Regions from separate parts of the Pan troglodytes genome. Here region 2 is linked to region 1. The links are chromatin contacts, called in public Hi-C maps. All regions are on one chromosome and are shown on one strand. Each heading gives the region's core, a stretch centred on a gene start, on an enhancer-like site or on the middle of the called end of the contact. The rest is flanking DNA. Distances are from core to core; before and after follow the strand shown.

Region 1 (3,449 bases), core at 480-2,979:
CTTTGGTAAATTTATCCCAGGAGACAGTGTAGGTTCGTATCTGACAACCCCATCGAAAACTGGCTGATATTCTGTATTTGCAAAAATATTGCCATGGGTGGGTCAGGGTTTAACAAATGCTGAACTAAGAAACATGGAGAGGCCAGGCACGGTGGCTCATGCCTGTAATCCTAACACTTTGGGAGGCAGAGGAGTGAGGATTGCCCAAACTCAACATGGTGAAACCCCATCTCTACTAAAATACAAAAAAATTAGCCAGGTGTGGTGAAGTGCACCTGTAGTCCCAGATACTCGGGAGGCTGCGGCAGGAGAAATGCTTGAACCTGGGAGGCGGAGGTTGCAGTGAGCCGAGATCACGTCACTGCACTCCAGCCTAGGCAACAGAGCGAAACTCCCAGTGTCTCCCAAAGCAAATTTCTCATACACGGACAAGACTGAGAAAAGTTTCACTGACATTTGATATAAGATGATGGGCAAGCAGACAGATGGTATTTAAAGGCAAAGTCAATCAGAACCCCCAAATCCCAGGAGACAATAATAAGCATGAAACTGGGGCCAAAGTCCAGAATCCAGATTTACTGCAGAATCTACATAATCAGAAAGAGAGACACCTCAAGAGTCTTGGGTGTGTGCATTACTACCAAGTTAAAGGTCCTGGCCAGGCATGGTGGCTTATGCCTGTAATCCCAGCACTTTGGGAGGCTAAGGTGGGTGGATCACCTGAGGTCAGGAGTTTGAGACCAGCCTAGCCTAAACCCGTCTCTACTAAAAATACAAAAAACTAGCCGGGCATTGTGGTGGGCACCTGTAATCCCAGCTACTCTGGAGGCTGAGGCAGGAGAACTGCTTGAACCCAGGAGGCGGACGTTGCAGTGAGCCGAGATAGCACCATTGCACTCCAGCCTAGGCAACAAGAGTGAAATTCCGTCTCAAAAAAAAAAAAAAAAAAAAGAAAGAAAAGAAAAAAAGGTCTCAATCCAGGCAGCGAAGACCTTGGCCAAACTTTGGTAGAATCTCCAAGTTATCCTAGCCCAATTAACCTAAGACCACCAAGGATAAACCTGTACTTCTACAAAGTCAGGTTTATAGGCCCATTCCAATGAGGCAGACCACATACCAGAGATAGTGCTTTGTATAAGTTCAGTTTTTAAGTTTATTTTAATCCTTGAAGTAAAATATTCAAAATGACTCAAGTTGGAAGCATGGCGTTACATCAAAACTTATCATTTTAAGATTAGTAAAGGAGAGGGGTACAGGTGCATTTTTTTATTTCTCCTGATCCAAATTACATAATCTCCCAATTTAATACTATAGTTTGCAGATTCTCATACTTTGATTTGGGCAGAACTGGTCCAAACCCACAAAAAGCTGAGGATGAGCAAGCCTCTTCCTGGACTCTCATAAGGGGAAGGGAAATGAAGGAATCGAATCACTACCTGGAGTACTGTGTACCTTGCCCTGCCAGGGACGCTGCATGCGGTGTATAAGGAAGTTGTGCTCCAGTATGCAAGCGAAGCAACCAGACTTTTTTCCCATGGACAAGAAACCACAGTCTTCAGAGATGTACTTTATCAGCGAAAGCCCCACCCTGCACTTCTATAAAGGTTAATGAAACGAAAGATGCAATCCCAGCGAACCTAGCCCACTGACTCCCTCCCCACACCTCCACCTGCTGGTGCCTGAGAGCATGCTGGCCTCTCTTCCAGTAGGAACCAGCAGGCGGAGTAAGGAAGCCGGCTGCAGGCAGTAGTGGGGCGGGGCCTCAGAAGCAGTCAGCCCAGGGATCTCGGACGCAGGGAGCCTGGGCCCAAACAGCAGCTTCCGGAGTCGGAAGGAGCTGAGGAAGAAGACAGACTGAAGGAGCTTGCGACTTTTCCGCCTCGGCAACGGGACCCAGCAGCAAGCAGGACGGGCGGCGCTCTGCTACTGGTCCCGTTAAGCCTGAGTAGCCCAAGCCCTGAAGTCACTGCTCATCCGGAATGGAAATCCCGCCGACCAACTACCCAGCCTCCAGGGCGGCCTTGGTGGCACAGAACTACATCAACTACCAGCAGGGGACCCCCCACAGGGTGTTTGAGGTGCAGAAGGTCAAACAAGCCAGCATGGAGGTGAGTTTAGCAGGGGGTGGTGGACAGCGGAGGCTTCAGAATTGCGCTCCCTCCACTCACCCGCGGTCTCAGCCTTTGGGTGCAGACACTCCGTGCCACTCCCTACCCACCTTCTGTTTTAGGATACACTGCTGGTATCTGGTCTTGACATATTAAGGTTTCTGGGGGAATGTCTATACTCCAGTCTCTGGAGACAGCCCAGGATTGTTTTCACCTTAAGGCAGAGACAAAGTTTTTACGCACACAGTTACAAGAAAATGGGAACACGCTCTAAGTAAGGGGCAGCACTTTCCTTAAGTGTAAACTGTAGGAACCATTCAAAAGACTACTAAGGCTGCCACGTTTCTCATCTGCTACTCTGATCTAGACCAACAAAAGCTCCCATCTTCCAAGACTCTATTGCCTACATTTTAAGACAAATCCTTATCAGACCCTTTGACCAAAATGAAGGGGGAAACAAACAGCAAGAGAAACTGACAATCAAAGTCAAAGAATAAAAGCACTGTGGGCTGACGCTGGCCTTTAGCCACCCAAACACCGCTACCACATGACTGCCTTAAATGATGTGCACCCTCTGCTAAAGGCTTGAATTAAATGTTTAAGGCCTCAGCAATCACTAATGAGGTTTGTTTTCATTTTACTAAAATCTACTGGATTTGAGATTATCCCTTATTTATCTGACAGAATTTTAACTGCTAACAGTCTTTTAGAGGTGACACAGTAGATCTTATTTTGAAACTGTACCAGATAACAGAATTAGGTATACATTTTCAACCTGTATCTTGATTTAAAAGTGAAATACCATTTCTTAGTCTTATATAATTTGTTAATCATTTTGCAGTTTCACTAATGTATAAGTAAAAACAATACTTAATTGTATTAAGTCTCCAATTGCTTTGCAGTAATCTGCCTCAAAATGAAATTCACATTCATTGAACATTATTTGGAGGGTACACTGAGCTTTATGAAAAAATCTTTTCAAAGGTGATATTATTTGTCATCTTTAGAATTAAACACTGTTTCAAACTTTCTTATGTAGAGACTTTAAGATCACAGATCCAGGGGTTAAATAAAGTCTTTTGATGATTGAAAGTGAATTGTGCCCAATTTGTATGCTTTTATCCTACTCTTTTGTTTTCATCCAAAATAAACTTGATAGGGGACTTGCTAAATTAGATGTTACATTCATGGTGACATGCCTTTTTCAAGACCTAAGGCTTTCACCATTCCCCTTCAGCCAGCCCCTCCAACCAAATGAGATGCATACTTCTAACAATGCAAGTATAATGTTGTTATAATATTTTCTTGTCTCCACTACATTTTCTTAATTTTAGGATATTC
Region 2 (3,449 bases), core at 641-3,140, 130 kb before region 1:
TCCATAGCTCTACTAACTCTACAAGTGCACGAGGCTATTGGTTCTAATGACAATAAAAACTGTCATTAGAAAGGAATGAATCTGGCTTCTGAATTCTAGGCAGATAACCAGAATTTACCAAAAACTGTCTGTCTGCTTGAGTGGGGACCATTTTTTTAAATGTTTTATTGTTGTTCTTTCTTTGTTGTGGTGGTGGTTGTTTCTAAACCCTGCTTTAATCGCTTTTAAGGATTCAACGTCCTGCTTTAAAGCTAATGGATGGGCATCATCTTTTAAAAAACAGGGGAGGGGGGAAAAAGGAGTTGCAAGGAAACCAAAGCCCAAAGCATCCTTCATGTCTACTTATATGTTCAGCGCTAGCATAGTTATCCACCATAATGTTCTTAAACCTGCTGATTACACGGGCTCCAGCTAACCTCCTGAAAAACACATTCATACCAAATTAATATTAGAATTTTGCTTAATAAATTAAAAACTGTAACATAGGAAGGAAAATTTTTTTCTAATTATCAAGAAACTGTTTTTGCAGACATCAGATTTCATAAGAGAAACCAACCACTGTCAAGACTACCACAAGTCCAGTCCAATATGATTGCTTCACAGTGGCAGAGTGGAAGATTAAGAGAACAATATCTATTCACTGAAGCTATCAGCAAGACACACTCATACATTTTCTCAAAGAGGGTGAAAAATATATAAAAGACTGCCGACGAAATCATTCACGTTTTTTAAAAGCTGGACAACATTGTAAGACCCTGTGTCTAAAAATAATAATAATAATAAAGCCGGGTGTGATGGCGCCCCATCTGTGGTCCCAGCTACTCGGGAGGCTGAGGCGGGAGGATTGCTTGAACCCAGGAGGTGGAGGCTGCAGTAAGCCACGTTCACAGAACTGCACTCCGGGCTGGGTGACAGAGCAAGCCCCTGTCTCACCTAAAACCAAACAAACAAAAGTCGTTTAGGAACAGTTAAAGCTTTCTGAATTTCCTCCGACCACGTGTGCCAAGAGAGGAACCTTGAAAATCTGGAGTTACCTTCATATCTATCGCCTCTAGGGCGAGTGGCTAGCCCCTGGGACTTACTGAAGAGCAAAGGCGTGCCACAAAACTCGCCCAGCTCAGTCCCTCGACCTCCACGTTCCGGACGCGGAGTAACTAGCAACATCCACAGGTGTGGCTGGAATCGATCGCAAAGGGGAAAATAAGGAGGCCCAGGAGCTTAAGACAGAAGCTGCGCTGAGGCCCCGTGGCACCAGTGACCACGATGACGATCTACCTCGAAGAGAAAGTCGGGAATTCCTTAAAGATCAGCCCCATCCCACCCGGCCGGCTCACCAAAGCCAAGGAAGCACATCAGTAACAGCACCAAAAGCCGGTGCGCCAGGCGACTGGGGTCGCAGAGGGCCGGCAGGGCTCCGGGGGCGGCCGGGGCACCTCTGTCGGCCTCGTCAGGGCCGCCTGCCAGAAGCGCCCGCGCTTCCTCATCCTCCTCCTCCATTGCGCCCGCAGGAGACGGAGAGGGGAAAGTGGTGACAACTCCAAACCCCGGCAGGAAGCAGCGCCCGTGGAACACTGTCAAGACGGCGGTCACATGACTCCGGGAGCTCACGTGACGCCCCGGCAGGTCACGCAGGGCCACGCCCATGTGAGCGGCCGCGAGCGCTGGGAGGACGGACCCAGCGGGCGATGACAGGGCCTGGCGCGGTTCGCTTTTCCTGGGTGACTGTGTTCGTGGGGCTGAGGCCCTCTAGGTGCCCACTTCCAGCTTTCCACCAATTACTGCACTGTCTTTTCGTTTCCTGCCCCGCTGACGCGTACACCTATTTCAGACTCAGCGCAGCTCCGCGGGTAGAAAAGTGCGGGCCTCCCTCTCGGCTCCACACCAGACTCCGGAGTAGTTCGAACTGCGCTGGGGGTCGCCAAGACGCGCGCTGCCCTTCTCCCAGCACTGCCCTCCCCAGCGTCTTTGACCACTCTTAATACCCACAAACTTGGTCGGACAATTTCTGGTGTGTCCAGCCATGTGTCACGTACTGGGAATACAAAATGGAATGAGGCAAGCTCCCTGACCTCAAAGATTTCAGAGTTCAGTTGGAGAAATCGACAGAATCTGGTACTTTTAAAACTCAACATGATGAATGAATGTGGTGAGAACAGCGGCAGAAAATGGCACTGAATTCCATAGAAATATCTGGAAAGGGCATTTCAAAAGGGGAGAAAAGGTGCATAGTTTAGCCAGCTTTCAGAGCAAGGGAGTGAGGGGCGCTGAAGCTCCTTGAAGTTGAAACCCAGGCTAGAATGAGTAAGAATGCGCCAGTCAGGGTGCTTGTTTGAGCGGGTTGGTTGCAGGGCGGGCAGTTACGAGGGATAATAAAGACAAAAGCGTAAACAGAACTGGGTGTGTATGTGTTTGTGTTGAACGACAGAGAAGGAACTCGAGTAGAAACACTAAACCTGTTTCAAGAAGAGCCATGCAAGGATTTTGAGCACAGCAGCAGAACTGCAAGCTTTGTGTTTTAAAAAACATTCGGTCTGCCAGCACAGCACCATCGTCGCTTTCTGGGGGCCCTCAGGCTTTACTAACAGAATTTTGAGGGCGTCAAAGCTAGAGGCTGAAAACTGTGAGGATTATTAGGAAGATGCTGTAGTCGTAACGATTAGAGATGACGAGGGCCTGTTAGCAATAAAAAGCAGGAATGGCACAGAAGAAAATCAGTAATTATTTAGGAGGTAAAATGGGAATAACTGTAAATAATAGCCTATGTCATCTGAAAGAGAGGAAAGACTTGAGAGTGTCTCCCAGATTTCTAGCTTGGGCCGCCAATAGAGATCAAAATTTAGGGAGAGAAGGAGGTAGGAGAGAGTGTCAAGGATCAGGTGCTGCCTTTGAGATGTCTATACATATCTCCACTTTCACCGTCCATTCTCTCTTCAGCTCCAGTGGAGGAGCTCCCGATCTAATAAAACTGTCTTGCCGAGAGGAGTAATAACTCCATCTTTCCAAATACATTAGTCACTTCTCTGTCATCTTACTCAACTTCTATCAATTGATGGAATTGACAGCCACTCCTTTTTAGCCTCCTTGGCACCATACTTGCCTTGTGTTCCTCCCACTTTGCTGGCCTATCTCATTTGCTGTCTCATTTGTCAGCTCCTCCTCTTCTATTCAAAATCTAGATGTTCAATGATGCAAGACCCATTCCTGAGCTCTCTTCCACTCATCCATTCCCATAACTTTAAATACCCTCCCTCTGCTGTCCAGTAGGTAGCCATGTGTGGCTGTTGATCATTTGTAATGTGAATAGTTGGAAAGGAGATATGCAATACGTATAAAATACACACCAGATTTCAAAGACTTGTATGAAAAATAGAATAACCTCCTAATTTGAGTACTGATTACATGTTGAAATAATATTTTGCAGATATTAGGTTAAATGTATATATATTAAA

Evidence for each region. Hi-C and Micro-C count contacts between places; a contact is called where the count stands out from the background.
Region 2: a contact with region 1 is called in a Hi-C map of induced pluripotent stem cells, with 1.9 times the contacts expected there. The contact joins the promoter of MFSD1 here to the promoter of LXN in region 1. A contact is called at or near these places in 3 of 7 Hi-C or Micro-C datasets (blood, induced pluripotent stem cells and stem cell-derived neural progenitor cells) and 1 of 1 datasets of contacts at active chromatin or transcription factors (stem cell-derived excitatory neurons).

The regions. Positions count from the first base shown.
Region 1 is chr2:161,852,187-161,855,635 of NHGRI_mPanTro3-v2.0_pri, reverse strand. LXN (latexin) reads left to right here and starts at 1,729. Exons shown (of 6, transcript XM_003310067.5): 1 at 1,729-2,108; 2 at 3,443-3,449. The coding sequence starts at 1,980. The region is part of intron 13 of GFM1 (G elongation factor mitochondrial 1); the gene reads right to left.
Region 2 is chr2:161,981,306-161,984,754 of NHGRI_mPanTro3-v2.0_pri, reverse strand. It overlaps MFSD1 (major facilitator superfamily domain containing 1), which reads right to left and starts at 1,890. Exons shown (of 17, transcript XM_016942233.4): 1 at 1,335-1,890. The coding sequence starts at 1,644.